2 separate regions of the Mus musculus genome follow, and region 2 is linked to region 1. A link is a contact called in public Hi-C data. All regions are on one chromosome and are shown on one strand. The core of a region is the stretch at or near the end of the contact, and the rest is flanking DNA. Distances in the headings are between cores, read along the strand shown. Region 1 overlaps Pibf1 (progesterone immunomodulatory binding factor 1). Region 2 overlaps Gm34061 (a long non-coding RNA gene).

Region 1 (7,470 bases), core at 3,754-6,253:
ATGATACTTTATAGGATTAGTTAAAGTAATGTATCATCAGGTGGGAGAAGAATGGCTGTGTGAATATGTCTGTAGCGCTGAGATTTTTGTACTTGATGAGTCCCCACTTTCTTTTTGAATGCAGTATTTTCCTCATGTGCATCTCTAGCAAGAAAGGTAATGGACTCAATGAAGAAAGCTATAAAATCTGTGCTGGGAAGATTGCTCAACCTTTACAGCATTTGCCTTCTCTGTACACGAAAGAGACAGAGTCCTGATCCCCAGAACCTATGTAAATGCCAGGTGGGTGTGGCAGCCTCTGCAGCTTAATACAGCTTTCCCCAGAAGCTGTCGGAGTCCACTAGTGCTGGGTTTAATTCCCAGCCCAGCCTGCTGCCTCCTTACCTACGTGCATGCGCTCACTCACACGCATCCAGCCATGCACATGCACGTGTGGACACTCATGCGTGCTTATCACACAGACACAGGAAGCAAAAAAACACTACAGAATCACATTTTTAGCATGGAAATAACCATATTTTAGAAAGCTTTCAAGTTTCTAATAGTATTGTTCCATGATTAATATTATTAAGCAAGAGCAGTTAAATTATATGCCAGGGTTTTTTCTTTTTTGTTTGTTTATCATTTGGGAGATTCAGAGGAAAGAAACATAACACAGAATTAAGTGTGAGCAACTCGCTTTAGTTGATGCAAAAAATAAGTGCTCCAGGATCTCCCAGGAAAGTATGAAAGAGAAGATGTGGCTAGGGGGTGTGGAATGTGGGAGACCAAGCAGGAGCTCCATGTAACCTTACCACTTCCACAGGCAGCTAAGTGTGCTGTTGGCTTGAAAACAGATAAACGTCAGTGGAACGACATCTGTCCTTACATTTTGTATATGATAACACAAAACTAACTCCATGTAAGTTAAAAATGTTAGAAGAAAAAAACACACAATTACTCTAACAGTCGCTTGTTGCGATAAGTCTCCAACCCAAATATGCCCCGGCAATGAAAACACAACTCAATTAATATAAATATATGCTGTGCACCTATATTGGGCAGATCTACCACTATACTACCATCTTCTCCATATAAGAGATGGTTTCTCCAGGCTGGGTGCTTCTGCTCCACTTTTCTTTTTCCTCCTTCTCAATTACTTACTTTCTTTCACTCTCTCTCTCTCTCTCTCTCTCTCTCTCTCTCTCTCTCTCTCTCTCTCTCTCTCTCTCCCTCTCTCCCTTTCCCCCTCCCTCTCTCATTTTCTCCCAAAGCCTTCAGCCCCACCTTCCCCTCTTTCTCTGCCCAGTCACTGGCCCTAGCCTTTATTTCATAAATGAAGGTGGGAAGCAGGTTTACAGGAAATCACCTGAGTGCTAACTCATTCCTTATTCAAAGCCCCTCACAGGAGAACAGAATTAACATCAAATATAATTAGCCCCAGGGCTATCTGCTGTAGTCGCTGAGCTTTCAACTTACAGTTAACATATTTTTAGGGAATCTAAGAAAGAAGCTATTTCCATTTATAACTGGAGTTTAGGAATTCATATATATATATATAAAATTCAAAAAGATTAACAGTTCTTGTGACTCTTGATATTTGAAATTAAATCTGTTAAATACTTAAGAGTTTATGCTCATTACTCTTAAATATTATAGTCGTTCTTAGAATTTAGAAATCACTAGGTCCTAACTTTAATGCATTTACAAAGAAGACATTCACAGTTAAAATATTTTGATAGTTTTATTTGTTTTGTAATTTGGTGTGTTTTACACGAGCTGTTAGAAATAGTTCTCTCAAAGCGGTTCACAGATGTCACTAAATTGTGAGTGGAATCCACATTACAAAAAAAACCCTTGAAGAAGCTCTCAATGTATGCTGTTATTAAAGCTCTAAGTGAATGCGAGAATTAGGGAGATCTTGTTGACCTGAAACCTGATACACATATTTTGATAAAACAAAGAAGCTAGGCTAAGATAGATAGCTCATCTGTAGCTAGGGGAATGGGGCATGTGGTAGACCAAGCAAGAACTCAGTATAAACCTCAAAACTAGCTGTTCTAACTGGACCCTAGTTTAGTCCCCAGCGCGCGCGCGTGTGCGCGCGCACACACACACACACACACACGAGGCAGCTCACAAATGTTTGTAACTCCAACTCTGGGGGATCTGACACACTCACACAGAGAAAGATGCAAGCAAAACACCAGGGCTCCTAAAATAAAAATAAATAAATCATTAAAAATATAGTCAGAAAAAGAAATCAAAGATGGCTTATCTTGAACACACACCAGAATATTTGCAGCCCAGTGTATTTGCAGCCCACAGAGCACCTGAGCAGTCTAGCCCTGGAGCTCAGCTGTCAGTATGGCCTTCAACCATTTACATTCAAAATGACTCAGATGCAGGCCGTCTGCCTCACTGAGTACAGCCAGAGTATTGCATGTTACAACAGAGCATCTCTCATTGCAGGGAGGTTAGAGTAAACTGCAGGCCGATAAAGCAAAACTAAAGGTTGTTACTTCCGTTGGTAGGGTAACGTAATGCCTTTCTTTTTCCTACCTATACTTGTTAATACTTTTACTGCTAATCTCAATGGCACAGAAGGCCAGAAATCCATACTTTTGAGACATTGATATACTCACATTCTTTGTTGCTATGTGATATTTTAAACATGATATATTAGGTTCATCTCTCAAATATTAAGATGGAATTTGAGCTGAGTATGGTGGTTTGTGACTGTTATTCTAGCTGTCTGTCAGGAAGCCAAGGGCAGGAGGATTACAAATTCAAGGCCAGCCTTGGCTATATTTTTAGACATTGTCTTGTGGGGAAAAACTTAGATTTGGATCAGTATCTATTGAAAAACTAGTATTTCAGGTTTGTTTCTACTGTATGCCACCTAGCTATAAAATGTGTCACTTAAGGTCTCAGCACAGAGGTTTTGCCATAGGTTCTGCCAGATCTGTGGAGTAGAAAATCATCCAGTAATGAGTGGGCTGTTGATCAGTTCCTATACACTGCTTTTGGTGGTGCTCCGGACATTGTTAGTTTTGGTCTTAGTTCTTTGAGACAGGGCTTCTTTGTTGTGGTGGTGGTGGTTGTTTTTTAAAGCTCTGGCTATCCTAGATCTCATTCTGTAGACCAGGCTGGCCTCAAACTCACAGAGATTTGCCTGCCTCTTCCTCTTGAGTGCTGGGATTAAAGGCATGCACTACCAGCACCCCGTTTCCTGTATACTTTTTGCAGGGCTATGGTTAGTTGACAGAGGTCACAGATTTGAACTCTCATCATAATCCAGTGTCCAGATCTGAGGAGAGTATCCTTTTTTCATCTAGATTATATTTTATTTTAAAAATGTCTTCAACATTAAACTAGTAATGTCTTAAGGAGCTTAACAAGGACAAAGAGTAGACTCTGGCAGCAGAGCTGACCCTTGGCAGAAGGGCAGTCTGTAGCAGTCAAAGGTGAGTTAGGCTCCTGGCTCTTCTCATGAGTTAGCTCCTTGGATGAAAAGTATTGATCAAGTGGAACTTGTAGAGAATTCTGAGGAATGAGTTCTCACTCTTCTAAGACAGTTCAAATGTAAGCTGTCGTTCACAGAGTATCTTTCCAGTGTAAACTGCTTCTGATTGAACTCACTGACCTCCAGGCCCTTTGATGATGCCACCCTCCCAGTGTCCTCAGTGGCTGTTTGGCTATAGTCAGGAGTACTTCATGTGCTAGCCGTCTGCTTTGACACATAGGTTACCACTTTTTGTCTGTTTTATGTGAGAGACTGCAAATTGGCCCAGATGGCTTAGAACCTCATTCCATCCAGGCTAATTGCCACTTGGTTCCATGGCTGCTTTTTTTTTCTTTTCTTTATCTTTTTCTTTTCTTTTTTTTTTGGGGGGGGGGGGCGGGCAGCCTAGGGGGAAGGTTCAAAACAAGGTTTCTCTGTGTAGTCCTGGATGTCCTGGAACTCACTCTGTAGACCAGACTGGTCTTGAACTCGGAAGGAAATCCACCTGCCTCTGCCTCCCAAATGCTGGGATTAAAGGCGAATGCCACCACTGCCCAGCTCCATGGCAGCTTTTAAATGTGCCTGTCTCCTTTCCTCATTGAGTACTCTTTACTTCTCATAGGCGCGTTCAGACTGGATGTCTCGTTACCAATGATGTTCTTTTATTTAGGTTAGCTTTTGAAACTGAATCTGCCGTGCAGTCTAGCCTGCCACACCTCCCTAAGGATGCTGAATGCAGTTTTGCACCACCACAGTAAACTGTCAGATGATATTTTAAAAAATATGTATTCGAGAAATAATTGTAATGATTGTTTTAGGGGAGAGAGGTCAGAATCAACTTTGATTTATGTACATATGATATTTGAAGCCATGAAACCTATAATTAAAGTTGGGTTTGGGCAGCAAGTTAAATTAGCTTCTGTTTAGTGGTTGTATAGTTACTATAAAATAGATTCTTCAGGAAAACAAACTTGAAATTAAGAAACGGACAAACTGTGTGATTTCCAGATCCTAGACTTTAAACCTGGACTCCTATGCAAACCATTCAGCCCTCCAGGCTGCTGGTCCCTTGTTTTGTTTCACTGTTAACTTACTGTTTCTATGTTTCATGGTGATTTTTAATATAGATGTGTCATTACACTGTGTTCTCTTTGGTTCCCTGTCACCATGGTCACTAAGTTAGTACCAGCTCCTGCTTGCTTTCTTACCAGTTTTTCCACTACTCTGCTTCCCACCCTCTTAGACACGTGCGCGCACACACACACACACACACACACACACACACACCCCACATACATAAATACAGACACATACTTTCAACTCTAGATTCTATATATTAAGAAAAACATAATATTTACCTTTCAGTTATAATTTATAATCGATGCTATCTTCCTGCAGATGTCATGATTTCGTAGTTCTTTGCCATTCAAGAAATTCCACTGTGTAAATGTATTACCACATTTTCTCTATCTGTTCATCTGTTGATGGACATCTAAGCTGGCTCCATTTCCTGACTTGTGTAATAGTGCAACAATGGACATGAATCGACATGTATTCCTCTGGTGTTTCATCATGGCCTTATCTTGAAAGGAAGATTGTGATAGATTTTCTCCAGTGTATTTTTCATCTCTGAAATGCTGAGTATCTAAAATAGCTGCTGTTGTTTGGGCTTAAGAGAATTGGAGGGTGGGGCCCCATTCAAGCCTCTTTTTTAAAAGCTTGTGATACGTAGAGAAATTGGAATGGTAGAGCTCAATTTTTTGTGAATCAAAACCTCACTCATTTAACAACAGATCAAGCAATAGAAATTTCTTTCATGCTGCCTCTCCACCACACACACACACACACACACACACACACACACACACACACACACACACACACACACACTACATATAATATTATTGCTTAAGAGGTGATATGTTATTTAATCTTTAATTTTGTCTGGGAAACAATTAGTTGCTAGGCATATACTAATTTTGAAGTAACCCTGTCTATGTTTGACTTACCTATACTAAGCCCTAGGACTCTAGACTCTATCTTTCATAATTAGTTTACTCGTTAAATATTTCTGCTATAATGACTAAGGGTTACTGGGTATACAGAGAAGATAGAACAGGCCTTTAAGGAGCGCAGGGTTATGTGTGGGTATATGGAGAGGGTCATAGATAAGACCATTATAGCATAAAATTATAATTACAGATATAGTATTTTCTACATGGAGATAGCAAACAACTTGAATGTGTGTGTGTGTGTGTGTGTGTGTGTGTGTCTCATTGACCTTGGCAGTCAAAAGTGTGTTGTGTTCCAAGTACACAAAGCTATCAAGCAGTGGCAGTCTCCTTGATACCTCAGATTGCACTTGTTTCCCCTTTGTAATTGCTTTCTCATTTCAAAAGAGAAAACGGTACTTGGCTGTTGATTCACTCAGCTGTTACCTAGAAATTTCCACTTTGAAAGGGGTGCCAAATGCAAACTTTGTGTCTACTTCTTTTTCTATAAAAATATTTATAATTTTTTTGCATCTAATTCTATACATTGTCCTCTCTTGCTTCTTCCATAAATATTACTTACAAAACTTTTATATAAAAGCCACAGTACTAGGTGCTAGGATTATGAGAAACTTAATCTTTTGCTTATCTTGTGGGAGGCAAAGAATGGCTGCTCCTAGCACATGCAATCCACTTTTCAGTGATGAGAGAACGTAAGGTGGACATCTTCCCACAGAACACAGGGGAGAAAGCAGTGGGGAATACAGCAATAGTCTACTGCCTTTTGCCTTATCCACAGAATTGTGTAGCTATAAAATGTGGATCCATTTTGAGGCAGTACACTATTTTCTGTTTTCCAATGCTATGGTAGCGAGGTCTAACTCCATAAACCAGGCTTTGAAGTCCAACTGCCTCACCTCACAAGTATTCAGCTTACAGACATATACCAACATATCCAACTCTTACCTTTAGTTCCTAAGAGTACCCAAAGCAGATCTTCCTACCCCAACGAACAAAAGTTGTAACTCTAAAGAGAGATTTGTTTACACTTATTGGAAAAAAAGTCATACATTATATTGTTCATTGTTTTTCTCCTCCCCAATTCCTCCCAAATCCACCAGCTCCCTACTCACCTTACTTTTAAATTTTTCTTTCTTTCTTTAAAAAAAAAAAATCAAAAAACAAAACAAGAAATAGACATACCATAAATTGGAGCTTGAAATAAACAAGAAAAACAACAATCATTTTTTAAATCCCAAACATGTAAAATGAGATAAAAAGTCTACAAAAATACCACTGGCTTCATTTTTGTTGGCCATCTAGGTATGAAGCATTGTTAATACTTAGTGAGATTCTACTCCATTGGAATAAAGCCGTTGCTTCTTTTCCAGTGGGAATTAATTGCAGACAGTGTCTTGGTCAGGGATATAAACCCATATCATTTTCTCCTCTTATTGCTGTACCAGTTTGAGGTCTTTTCCAGGCTGCCACAGTCTCTGCATCCGTAAGATACTCTTTCCTTAGTCATCCGTCACCTCTGGCTCCTATAAATCGTTCTGTCTCCTCTTCAGCATAGATCTAAAAGGATACTTTTTACTTGAAAGAAATTTTTGATTTAAGAGAAATTCATGATATAAAGTATGTGTTTCTACACTGAACTTCTGGCTGTATTTCCCTATGAGGCATTTATACTGAAGGAAAAATCGTATATATGTGTGTGTACATGTACATGTGTGCAAACTCTTCTCCATGGCATTGTACATGTACATGTGTGCAAACTCTTCTCCATGGCAGGTGCCTGTACTTCCCATATTTCAAAGTCACATGTTGCAGAATATCTGATCATACTATGAACCCTGAGATTGTGTTATTTACTGGGAAAAACAAACCTGTTTCTAGTTGTGGTTTGGCTTGCCCTTTAACCAGTCTGGCTAGAATACAGACACACCCTTAGTACACAATCAATGAAGGTGAGGTTAGTTTGTAGGAGGAAAC
Region 2 (7,604 bases), core at 545-3,044, 500 kb after region 1:
CATTTAGCCAATCCAGCACAAGGCCATGAGGAGCTGTCAGAGATGTTAAGATGCAGCAGGCTGTTGTTAGAGAGATGGATGCTAATTTGTCAGCAGTCTCTACTCTGCTGGGAGACAGGAGGAGGGGCTTCTGATAACTGACAGCCAGTTTTTTTTGTTTGTTTGTTTGTTTTGTTTGTTTGTTTGTTTTTAGCCATTATAGGGATCACAGACTATTCTTCCATTCCCTTTAGATCAGAGTAAAATCTTGTCTAAGGCAGCATATTTGGGGGTAGGGCATTTTTTTTTTTTTGCATGGCTTCTAATTTTAAAGTTTCTTAGGATCTTCTTGTTGCTCTGAACACATTCAGGACATAGAAAATTATCTTCCACTCCTGGTTCTGGGATAATACAGGCCGGTAACAGGAGGAGAAAATTCATCCTTTGGGGAGTGTCTGGAACCCAGGTCTGTCCAGCAAGAAATTGCAGGCGAACCCAGCCTTTCTTACGTGCAGGGAGCTGCCTGCCATGGACTACACACCATCTGAATCCAGTGGCTTGTGGCAGAAAGGCCTCCACGTTAGACGGAAGAGGACATCGATTCTTAGACATTGACTGAGCTGCTCTCATGGCAATCCTTGCCCAGGCTGCAAATGTGGACTCCTTAGGTGAAGTTAGAATTCCCAGGATACCATTCTCCTGCTTCTTCCTTTGGCACCTGCTTGGAGACCCGATTCCTCTGGTGACAATCTTGGATTTCTTGGGACTCTGCTTCATTCTGGCCTCACGAGATGTATTGGGAATATAACATTCTTGTTTAGAATATGAGTGTCTCTGAAGTCTCAAATAGACCTCAACTTTCTTGCCATCCATGCTCAAGTTATGATACCGACACCACTCCCGAAGAGTGTTCCGGGACACGTCCCTAATAGGAGGCAGGCTGGGCGGAGGACAGGTGCTTGGTATGGATCTGGTTGGATGTTTGATTCCCGCATGCCTCACCAGAGAACGAACGGGCTGGTGGTGTGTGGTCTGAGGTTGAAGAAGAAACATTTGATTGCATAGGGTAGTCTGTGATTGACTCCTCCTCCTCCTTAAATGGGACCAGCGTTAAAATCATACTTTCTTCATCCAAGTTTTCCTCAGATTGGTTCTCGTTGAAAGTCTCCAGGCCGAAGTATGACATTTTCAGGCAGGCTGGGGAGAAGACAAAGGCAGCTGCTGAATGGATGCCGACTTCTTTTATAAGTCTTTGTTTTGTTTTCTTCCTACCTTCTGTACACATTGTTTTTGTTTTCGTGTTGCTGATATGAATAGGTGGACTGTTGTTCTGACAGTTGTGTAAAACAGAGGAGTACATTGTGTCATTGAGAAATGAGACCACTAAAGAAAATGTCAAAGCTTCAGTCAGGTGGACAAAGATCTCTGCCTCGCAGGTTGTGGTGAGCACCAGCACGGTCATTGATCAATCTCCATGGTTTGATATTCGCCTCTAAAGAGTTTGCTATTCCTCACTGACAACAGCATCACTAAAACACCTTGTTGTCTGAACATCTAAGAAAGCTTCAATACTGGTTTGTCTAAAGGCAGCTTGGGGGTTAACCAAACCGCTTTCTCAGCCTTGCCTCTGCGTGCAAGGGATGTGGTGGTGGTGTTAAATTTACACCGAGGTGGTGGTGGTGTGTTCTTCGTTTCAAACTCCTTTATCTAGAATGTGATCTTGTAGAATTCGCTGGTCCTTGGGAAGAATCGAGTTCTTCTCTGATGGCATTTCAGAGGCGGGAGAAGCAAACAAGTTCTTCCAGTGTCGGGAAACTATGACTCATCTCAGCTCCCATGCTTTCTGACTCTGAATGAAGAACGGCAGTGTTCACATAGAAACCGTATAATTTGTCACGTTGAGAACAGGCTGATCTTGTTCTAATGCTCTTGCAGAACTCCAGCTACCTTTATATGAGGAGAAAACTTCAGAAATTAATAAAATGAGGTTCAGCCTCAAGGAACATGACTAATGCATCTGAAATCAGAGACTCAAAGACACCAGAAAGGGGAGGTGCTTGCAGTTTTACCAGGAAACAATTTTGAATTGCTTGAGTTTTGTTGTTGTTGTTGTTGTTTTTGTTTGTTTGTTTTTTTGGTTTTTTTTTAGAATCATGGCAACATTGTGTTCACATTTCAAACACCAGAACATTTCCTCATTTCATAGATATAAACGGAAATCAGCCATTGGATAGAAATAGAACGAAAATATAATCCCTAAAGGAGAATATATTAGTATCTTGATGTTATTTTATCATGGACAACGGGTCAAATACTTGTTGCAACTGTTGAATATTGACCCGTAGGTATGATTTAAATCCCATATTAATTTCCAAAGATAATTTGTGTGTATCCACATTTCCCAGTGCCTAATGCCACCCCCAGACATGTACCTGTCTGTGGGAGTGAGCGTGCACGTGCGAATGTGTGAGTGTATGAGTGTGTGTGTGTGTGTGTGTGTGTATTAGCGCGCACGTGTGCACACGTGCATCTATGCACCCTTGTGCTGTGATGATCTATGCAGTCCTGTGGACAAGTGAATACGCACAAAAATATGCATAGGTAATAGCCAGGCCCTCGGAGTTGTCAGATGTTTTGAACATTGGTGATGGGCAAGGTTCCATGTTTGGTGACTTCTGCCAAACTGCAGAGTGCAAAATGAATTTTATCACTCAGAATCAGTTCATTTAGAGATGGGTGCGACAAATAGCTGTTTTGCCCAATCCCTTTTGGTTTTGGAGAGTGAGCTAAGGGTTCTTTCATGAAGTAAATCTATCCTTTCAGAATCACCCGGCATGCTGTGGTTGCCTCTCATCTCCAAACTGTTGCCTAGCAAGTAGTTGCTCCTTGAATATTTATTTAGAAGTTCTCTGGCTGGTGGATGAGTAAGTGACAGATAAGTTTCGGAGAGATTGCGCAAGCCCCTGTCTTCAAGGGGAGCCCAGGTGTTTTCTGCTTTCTTCCTAATTTCTTGCCTTCTCTAAATGAGTTAATCAATTCCTTTTCTCTTTGATCCTTAAGCCCCATTCCTGGAAACGCCACCTATTGTTAGCCAATGGAAACCTTTTCTTCTCTCTTTTCACCTCTTCCCCTAAGCCTTGCTGAGTAACTGGGAAAGCAGCGAATTCTCCTGAAAGTCCACTTTGTCTGAACTTGTGGGAGGTTGTGAGTCACCCGACTCCTGAGACACAAAGTTTGCTCAAATATTTACTGCTCTGATCTCTGATTTACTTAATATTAACGCCAATTGTCTGGTTAGCCTTATACCTTTGGTATATATACTAATCTTACTGTTTGTCTCAGATCCCAAACTACCTCAGCATTCTAAATATGGTAAATTTGGGATCCTTTCCAATTAAGGTTATAGACAAAATTTAAAATACGTTTCTATTTTTTCAGAACACTAGCTTTTATTTCAGACAAAGCCTATTGACTTCCTTATTCTCAAAACTTTCTAACGATCTTTCAGGGCAAGAGATGTTTTAAACACAGATTTTTTTTTTCCCCTCTCTCCGCAGAAGAAAATTAAGTCCTCAGAAAAGTTCCAGAACTGTGTTTAACGTTGAGATTTATCGGATTCCTCAGAGAAAGTTCTCTGCTCCATATTAAAGTCTTCCCACCCCACAGTCACAAACAACATGTCTTTACATGTCTTTACATTACAGGAAGGACTGACATGGCCTCTCTGATATCACATTATGAATGAAGAAAGAATAGGCAAAGGATAAGGATTATGGGATAGCAAGATACACTCAAAAAATATTGGCAGTGGCTGTCTCTGTAGTTAAGGGTGATCAAGATTTCCTTTGAACCATTCTGTTTTCTAAATTCTTAAAATAAATAAATAAATAAATAAATAAATAAATAAATAAATAAATGATAGAGTTAGTAGTCTGTCCATGGGCTATTGTTCTCCTCTTCCCCCTTTGCCAGTGCTACTTTCCAAAATTAGGTGGTGGTGGAAGGTTCCAGAGTTGGAGGTGATTGGTGGAATAGATGTGACAATGCTTTAGATGCCAACAGCAGGCTGTGTTTGAAGTCCCACCCCCACCCCCACCCCGTACCCCTGACCCGGACCCGGAACAATTAGAGAGTGGCAGGTGGAGATCCCAGGTTCCCTTTCACTGAAACGTTGGATTAGCAGGGAACAAAGGTCCCAGTAGCCCTTAACTCACGCACAACAGGCTGCTTTATGGGGAAGAGGGATAGAGTAGAACTTAGTCCGAAATTGAGAACAAGTCCAGGTTTTTGTGGGTGCTCTCTCTTCCTTTCTGGGTCTGAACACTCTCTTCTGGTGGGTCCCATTTTATGCCTCATTTGTACACAAATGCTCAGCCAATCAGGGCCTATCAGGCTCCACAGAGGAATGTGCCACACAAGCGGTTTTGCCACTAGAAGCCAGCTTCTAAACCTGAGGTCTGCTCCAGGCTTTGGACAGAGATTTGTCTCCCAGATGTTATTGGAGAAAAGAAAAGTACGACTGAGACCTGCCAGAGACAGGACCACCACTAGAGACCCTCCACAGTGGGACTCTGGCAGTCTTTCACTGTCCAACTTGGGGATCCTCTACTCCTACTTCGAACCTTTGAGACCTGCCAGACCCAACAGCTACCCTAGACTGTGAGCTGCTCTCTGCACCCTTGCTCTGGAGGAGACCACTGCCGTAGCAGTGATTTGTCTCAGAATGGTGGTACTCATCAGCAAGTTCCTGGTTAGTACCCAGAGATCAAAACTGTGCTATTAGAATTGTCCTTCTTACATAGCGACTTATTTCCCATCCAAATGTACACTCTTATGTGACAAACAAAGGTCCCCTCTTACTTGTTCACAGTCTACTGTTTGTCCCTTCTGTTTTTGGAGGAGGGACAAGATAAGAATTCACCTGGAGAGCGGAAAACTGACTGTCCCATTGCTTTTGAAGCAGGCATAAATGAAAAGACAGCACATGTGTAGATATGAGCAGATAAGTGACCATAGCACATGTGAACCCCATCAGATACAGAAAGCTGGGAAGGATGCACCACTCCTATAATCTTAACACTTGGTCAGCCCCAAGCAGGAGAATGGAGAGTTTGAGGCCAGGCTAGAAAACATTGAGAACCTTGTCTCAAATAGAAGGATAAAACAAAATAAAAAATTAAAAAGCACCACAAGAGAAAGGTGTGTGCTTGTCATGGGGGGTTTGGCACAAAGGGGCCACTAATTTACAAATGGAATGACTAAGAACAAGATAAAGGTAGAGGACACATAGTGTCCAAATTCTGTATCATGGATTGTGATGACAAAATAGTACATACCAAATACCTCCAATTTCTTTATCTGGATTTTAGATTCTGATGTTTTTGTTTAATTTAATAATTAAAGTTATTTTCATCTTCATTTCATAGCTTTATATGAGCAGGGATTTATTATGTCTACTTTCATGTTTATATACTTAAGTAAGAGAATAAAAATAACCTAAGACAAATGACTACCATGCTTAAAGCAACAGGACTGTTAAGAACTGACTCCATGTGGTCACTAATTATACCATCAGGGCAGACAACTCAATTCCATCACCTGCTGGAACTATAGATTCTGGGGAGGCAGATGGATCACAAGAGAATGACAGAGAAAAGTATTCTCTAACAAATCGCTCAGACCACTTTATAGTGAGGAGCAAAGAGACGACCTCATCAAACTTCTATAACCAAGGCTTATTTTTAAATTTATTATTACTATTGTTACTGTTATTATTATTAATAATTATTATTATTATTGCTGTGTGTGTATTTGTATGTTCACAGTGTGTGTGCAGGACAGCATGTGTCATGATGGCATGTGGAGGGCAGAGGACAGAGTTGGTTCTCTTCTGTTCCTACTACTTCTACTTCTATTCCAGGTAGCCAAGCTTTTGTGGCAGGTGACTTTACCCATAAAACCACCTCACCAGCCCCAAGCAGGACCTTTGGATCTTCCCTTCAGGGAGGTGGGAACAGCATCCTTTCTTAACTTAGTTCAGAAGTGAATTCTGGGCAGTGAGTCTAGCTTAGTAACACTGACCTATTCTTTAATCTTGCTGCTGAATCTATTCTCATACTCTAATCTTTCCTTAGCATATGTTTTCTAAAATTCTTTCAGAATACTCTCTTTGGGCCTTTTTCATACTGTTGCTTCTTTGTTCACAGTTTCATAACTGTATACAAATGGGTGATGTATCTTAATTGCACTTACTTCCTGCTTTCTGTTATCTTCTCCCACCTCCACCAACCCTCCTCCCTCTTATAAGTCCTTTATCTGTAGTCATTGTCTTTTTGTTTTGTCCTGCAACACATTGAGTTCAACCTGGGACTTCCATATAAATGTGAGTGTGGAGTTCTCCACTGGCACCTGCAGGCTCATCAACACTACACAACAGAAGACAATCCTCTCCACCACCTAGTGGCCACTAATAACCAATTGGCTCCTCGGGGACACATAGGGTCCCCTGCGCCCCTCCCTAAATGCATGACTAATAGTTGACCAGCCAAGTTTAGTGTAGGCAACCATAGCTGCTGTGAGTTCATGATTGCAACAGCCATGTCACAGACAGCCTGTAGGCTTTCAAAGCACTTCTGCCTGTCATCTCGCTCTTACGTGTTTTATGCTCCCTCTTTTGTGGCGTTCCCCAAGCCTTAGAGATAGAGATGCTGATCTTCTGTTCAGATCTAAGCACTGAACACTCACTTATTCTTAACACCTTGAGCAGAAGACTTACAGTGAATGTCTATCTAGTTTATAAGACTTACTGTGAAAAGTTCCAGAAGGCTGTTAATAGGCACATTGATATCTGTGTTCTCGTTCCAGCAGAAGACAAAGGCAGGTAACTCTAGCAAAGCTAGACTGTGATCACTATAAATTGGCTTATTCATTCATTCCGTCAACAAAGATTTGTTAACTTTTCCTACGGTTTATAATTTATAACCTATTAGAATAAAGAGCTTTCAGCAACAATCCGTTTAAAGGACATGCAGATTAAAGGGGTTAGGACAAAGACACTGGAGTTTCAGAAGGATTCGTGAAAAGCTCCTAGAGAACAATGCTGGCTCTGGATTCTGTTGGCTTGGAAGGCATAGCGCCTTAAGTAGAGAACAGTCAATGTAAGTAGAGGGGGCAAGCTGCAGAAGGGGGGAGCAGGTAAGTAAGCGTCAATGCAGGGAATCTAAAGAAAAGAAATGCAGACAGAGTTTACAGGTGGTTCAACTCCTGGAAGACAAGGACAGTGTTTGCTTTACAAGGGCCCAGTCATCACCCTAGGTGATGACCAAGTCTCACAAACCACAACAGTACACTGATGTTTCTGGGGAACTTGGTGGTGGTGGTGGTAGTCATGGTGACAGTGGCAGAGATGATGAGAGAGGTAATCATGGGTAGGATGATCTGATAAGAGGCAACAGGAGAGAAAGAGGTGACTCAGGAGGCAGGGCCAGTTATTGGGAAGGGGAATTTCTTTGTTTTTAATTTTCTATTTCACGTGTGTGGCTATTTGTCTTCATGTATGACTGTGCGTTATGTGCATGTCTGCCCAGGGAGGCAAGAAGAGGGCATTAGATCTCCTGAAACTGGAG

What was found. Hi-C and Micro-C count contacts between places; a contact is called where the count stands out from the background.
Region 2: a contact with region 1 is called in a Hi-C map of epidermal suprabasal cells, with 5 times the contacts expected there. The contact joins two enhancer-like sites. A contact is called at or near these places in 1 of 15 datasets of contacts at CTCF or cohesin (stem cell-derived epiblast-like cells), 5 of 484 Hi-C or Micro-C datasets (differentiating embryonic stem cells, embryonic stem cells, epidermal suprabasal cells and 2 more) and 2 of 115 datasets of contacts at active chromatin or transcription factors (both in embryonic stem cells).

The regions. Positions count from the first base shown.
Region 1 is chr14:99,121,893-99,129,362 of GRCm38.p6, forward strand. All of the region lies in intron 5 of Pibf1 (progesterone immunomodulatory binding factor 1), which reads left to right. Among named protein-coding and RNA genes, the nearest start is that of Dis3, 26 kb to the left of the region's middle. Within about 2 kb of position 5,004, at least 8 of the 459 cell types and tissues checked have an H3K27ac peak or open chromatin away from gene starts, as enhancers often do. A contact at or near this core is called in epidermal suprabasal cells, where this site is marked.
Region 2 is chr14:99,629,502-99,637,105 of GRCm38.p6, forward strand. All of the region lies in intron 1 of Gm34061 (a long non-coding RNA gene), which reads left to right. Gm33880 (a long non-coding RNA gene) reads left to right here and starts at 5,796. Exons shown (of 2, transcript XR_383693.2): 1 at 5,796-7,136. It also overlaps the pseudogene Gm9298. Within about 2 kb of position 1,795, at least 65 of the 459 cell types and tissues checked have an H3K27ac peak or open chromatin away from gene starts, as enhancers often do. A contact at or near this core is called in epidermal suprabasal cells, where this site is marked.